2 separate regions of the Gossypium hirsutum genome follow, and region 2 is linked to region 1. A link is a contact called in public Hi-C data. All regions are on one chromosome and are shown on one strand. Each heading gives the region's core, a stretch centred on a gene start, on an enhancer-like site or on the middle of the called end of the contact. The rest is flanking DNA. Distances are from core to core; before and after follow the strand shown. Region 1 holds the start of LOC107950711. Region 2 holds the start of LOC107950137.

Evidence for each region. Hi-C and Micro-C count contacts between places; a contact is called where the count stands out from the background.
Region 2: a Hi-C map of leaf shows a contact between it and region 1, with 5 times the contacts expected there. The contact joins the promoter of LOC107950137 here to the promoter of LOC107950711 in region 1. A contact is called at or near these places in 14 of 34 Hi-C or Micro-C datasets (anther, callus, hypocotyl and 3 more).

Annotation. Positions count from the first base shown.
Region 1 is chrD03:35,543,865-35,546,449 of Gossypium_hirsutum_v2.1, reverse strand. LOC107950711 reads right to left here and starts at 1,289. Exons shown (of 8, transcript XM_016885631.2): 1 at 594-1,289; 2 at 364-507. The coding sequence starts at 770.
Region 2 is chrD03:35,761,797-35,764,381 of Gossypium_hirsutum_v2.1, reverse strand. It overlaps LOC107950137, which reads left to right and starts at 1,288. Exons shown (of 8, transcript XM_016884920.2): 1 at 1,288-2,585. The coding sequence starts at 2,501. LOC107950136 reads right to left here and starts at 1,050. Exons shown (of 11, transcript XM_016884918.2): 1 at 573-1,050; 2 at 328-480; 3 at 1-52. The coding sequence starts at 707.

The sequences.
Region 1 (2,585 bases), core at 40-2,539:
TAAACTTAACCAAATGTTGAGTACTAACTACTAAGTAAAAATGGCAATAAACATAAATTATAGAAGTTTACAAGAAACAGTTTTCTAAACAAGTATTTTTTTTTTAAAAAAAACAAAGATTTATATAATACAAATTTCCGTACATCAACTTTCCATCCAGTGGGATTCCCCTCAATTGTTCCTCGTTTGCTGTTTATAAAAAAGCAATTATGATTTCACAAAAATAAGATTAAAAAACAGTCCTATAAATGGGTATTCTAGGAGATTTCAAGGTTTCTCATGTGATTCAAACAAATTTATGATAGTTTAAGCTAATTATTATTGAAATGAAACTAAAAGGAGAGAGGAATGCGAGTGCAGAACCTGTGCCTCAAGCTTTCTCTTAAGTTGTTGGATCTCATTTCCCATAACCCCAATTTTAGACTTGTATTCCTCTAGCTCCATTTTCGTCTTCTGGTGTTCATCCTTCAACTTTGGGATCTCTTGTTCCTTCTCCTCACGCCTCATCTTTAGTTATAGAAACACCAAAGCAAAAATTAATTAATTAATTAAAGACATAAATAAACGAAGGGGAAAGTTGACGATCACTGTACTTTAATTTTCAGTCGATATCGTTTACAGCTCTCGTTATGTTTATCCATCTGAGCTCGCGTTTTCAGAGATTTGGTACACCTTCGTTGGGGTTGGATTCCGGTCTCAGCCTCCACCGCCGCTTCAGCGCCGCCAGTACCCTCCATTTCTGGAGGAGGCTGCTGCTTTCTTTTCACCATCAAACTAGATTACAAGAATAAAGCTGCCTCTCTACTTGATTACCCGAAATTTGTACTACACACTACTTTCGATTCAAAACAATTGATTGAATCTTTCAAAAAACTTGCTTAGGGGATGGAACAAAGATTCAAAAAAACAAACGACGACTTCAAGTCAACGCCTCTAGATAAGAACAAAACGAAGAAAAAGTGATGAAAAGGTGAGAACCGTCCATTTCTGATGAACCTCCGAAAGGCTAAACCGACGGTGAAGAAAAGAAACTCATCATCTCAAATTTTGAAGAGACACTGAATATTCATAGTCTCAAGTTAGAACTCTGTTTTGATCTAATTGTACTCAGTCCCTGTACTCTTTGTTCATTTGAACTTTAATCCCTTTACTTTCTAATATTAAGAATTTAATCCTTTTATTTTTTGTTTAATAATATGTTTTTTGAAGTTGCAGTTAAGATCAATCATAACATATGCAGAAATTAGAACTTAAGCATTCAAAATTTCAAAGCCTCGACTTTAGCAACACAACCAACGGTTTATTAGATTACGCGACTTTTTTATATGTGTAATATAAGCCTTGTGATCAAATTTTATATTTTAAAGATAGACACATAATTCAATTTAACAGAATTCTTCTTACGGTGTCATTAATTCAACTTTGATTATTAAATTAAAAGAATAGAAAAACTAAAATACTAAAATTCAAATATACAAAAATATAGAGACTACAAACACAATTAAACCTTTTTTTTCTTCGCAACTTTTTCATCTGCTCGCGCGAAAATTTCTCTCCGATGACATGAATCGGGCATCAATCTTATTTAAAAAATAAAAAATATGGATATAATAATATTTAAATTTTTGAGGTAAAATTTTAAATTTCATACTTAATCAAAGTTTTCTTTTTCTAATATTTATGCATTTCATTACCTCAATTAACTATATTTACACTATTATTTAAGTCCATGATCGAGTTAGTGTCACCAATCAACCGAACACCAACTCGATTAGAGAATTTACTTTGATGCCTTTTCATATTTAAAATAAATTTTATTATTCGAGAATACTTTATCTTTTTATTTTTTCTAAAAAAATCAAAAAAATTTGCATATAATAGAATTTAAACTCATGACAATTGAATTAGTAAAACTTAAAATTTCCCACTCATCCAAAATTTTATTTTATTATTCGTGGTCTCCACACGCATTCGTGTGGGATAGAATTTTTAATATTTATTAAAATTGAAAATAATATATATTAACTGATCGATTAAGTTAGTATCACCTCTGAACTAGGTTCCAACTCAATTAAAAGATTATCAAAAACTCATGTATTTTATAAAATAGCAAATATTATTTTGAGAACATTTGTGTCATTTTGTATTTTGATAAATCTAAAAATATTATATATATAGAATGAGGAGATTATGAAATTTGAACCGATGACATTATAAGTTTCACTATTTCAATTTTATCATTTCAACTAACCACATTTAATTTTTAAAATAATTTTTTATAAATTTCTTACATGAATATTTTCACTCAACTCTTAAATTAAAATAAAAACGCATTCAACCCATAGTCTTTTGAATATTATAATAATAAAAAGAAAACTCAATTTTAAAAAAAATTACTGCATGAATAGCGACATCGCTAATTTTACATAGCAAATCAAAATAATTATTTTAAATTAACTAATTTAATAAATCATAAAAAAGAAAATAGAAATTATATTTAAAGTGTTATTGAGTTTCAGTAAAACTTGTTAGGTCCAAATAGATTTGAATTAAACATGACTATTCATCACCGTTTTTTCTTATCT
Region 2 (2,585 bases), core at 39-2,538, 220 kb before region 1:
AGTGTGCCATTATATGAACGACGGTTTGCTCCATCAATTCCATGCTTGCTTTCTGAGAAAACACAATTATCATATAAATGCTTAGGGAAAAAGCACAATTCTTTATTTCCACTTTAACCCTAGGTTTCCCGTGTTCCACTGAAACTATGTGATCTAAGAATCAAGACCAAACATGTTGCAAAATACTCTTAATTATAATCATCATATATTAGTATATACAAAACCAAGCATGTGATTCAAACTAATTTATGATTGTTTAAGTTAATTAGTACTATTGACATGACACCATATTAGTGTAAAAGGAGAGAGAAATGGGCAGTGCAGAACCTGTGCCTCAAGAGTTGCCCTATGTTGTTGGATCTCATTTTCCTTATCTCCAAGTTCTGATCTGCATCGCTCCAGCTCATTCTTGTTCTCGGCCAACTCTTGAAGCTTTTCGTGATAATCTATTTCGACGAGTTGAAGCTCCTCAAACATCCACTTTAGTCATGAAAACACAAGGCAAGGATTGAATGAAGACATATATAAACAAAGGAAAAAAAATCGATGATGGTTTAAGGAATCACTCTTACGTTTTTTATCTCTCGATACAGTTTATGCCTTTCAGGACCGGTACGAGGTCGTTTGGAATGGCTTCCAGCTTCAGCACCGCCACCTGTACCCTGCATCTTTGCTCGATGCTGTTTTTTTCCCTTTTGCTCTTCCATTTTGAGGTTTTGAAGAAAAGAAACTGATTATCATCCTAAAGAAAGAAAAAGGAATTCGAAGAAGTAGTCTAGATCTCCATTTCGCGAGCGTTTCCATCGCGCGAGCGTTCAATTGGAATTCATATTCACATTGTCTAAAATACTCAGGTATCTCACTTTCTTTTTCAGATATTTATAAGTTTTTGTGATTCTATTTTTTTTTTTACTTTTATTTTTGAGGAGTTATTATATTATTAATTTATAATCTTATCATTTACAAAAAATTAAATTACAATTTCTTTTTCATTTTTAAGACTAAAGCCTTGCTTACCTCTTGTATTAAAATGCTGCCCATTTAACATTTTGTTTAATACCTTGGCTTACAATTAGAAACTTCCAAAAAACTTGAGTGTTATGTGGCGACGAGGCACGCCACGCTTGCTATCCGACGAGATCGTCGTACGAGTATCATCGCGAGGAGAATGATTTGTCATATATGGCTGCTGGGTAAGTGAAGTGTTATTTCTTTTATTAAATAGTATAGGACACGCCACGCTTAAAGAGTAGAAGGGGGATAAATGAATCACAATTTTTCTTTTTGCCTTTAATTTATTAATTTTCATGTATTATATGTTTCAGATCCATTTATTCGTTTGGTTTCAACCATTCTTATTATATAGTTTTCTTCTAATATTTTGATCATATATTTTCTTTTTGACATAATGTTTAAAATTATTTCTAACCCATAAATAGGAGGATAATAAGTTCTAGCATGCTCGAACCTACATCCTCCTACATTAAATTTACTAATTTAGCATAGATAAATCAAAAAGCGAATAACTTTTTTTATTTATATTTGATAAATTAATTTTTTAAGAACCATGCATTTGAAAATTAATTTTTAAAATAATGACTACAAACAAAATAATTTTTTAAAAATCTACAACTTAAAATCTTTGAAGAAGATTTCTTTTATTGAATCCAAAGATCAAAACCTGCAACAAAATCATGTATTGCGAAAAAAAAGCTTTTGTAATTCAATTCTTTAAAAATTGATCGTAACTTAATTCAATGCTATTGTAACAATAAAAAATATATAAATTCGAATGTATTTAAATATGTATTTTTAATTGGTTGAAACTTAATAATAATTTTAAATTTTATATGTGATATATAATTTTATGCATAATTTTTTTTAAAAATCAAATTAAATTAAAAACCTAAAAAAATAAGAATTCATTATTATAAATATCATTATCGTAAAAGAAATATTTTGATTTATTTATAATATTGTTTTATAACATCATATATTACGCTTGTCTAAATGGCAAAAGTAATCCTGCCAAAAAAGGGAGAGACAAAATTAAATACGGAATGTTCGCGCGAGCACAGAGCTCGCGATGAGACGCGAGTTTAGTCAACCTTCCCTTGCTTAATATAAACGGGGGGAGCTGCCAGTGGCCACTTTATCCTCGTAAATCTCAGATCATCACTTTCTTTTTCTTAGCCTTTAGACTTTAGAAAGGTTTATCATTATCTATTGAGCTATCTCCCCTGTTCTTTTTTTTTTCTTCCTTTTGTTCGTATCTCCCCTGTTCTTCAGTTTTGTTCTTTATCTAGAAGTGTTGACTTCGAGTCAATCATCAAGTTTTCGAAAGATTCAGGCAAATCAAATGGTTTGGAACGGAAAATAGTTGATAGTAGATAATTGTGGGTAATAAAATCGAGATGCAGCTAAAGTTTTACAACAGAAAACAAGTCAAAAACTTAGTGAAGGTTAGAAGAAAATAGTGGTATATTACTGAAGCTCATTAATGGAGGGTAAAGGTACCAAATCGGGGAAAACCCGAGCTCAAAAGGATGCTCATAACGCCCGTTGCGTACAGTACAGGCAGAAAA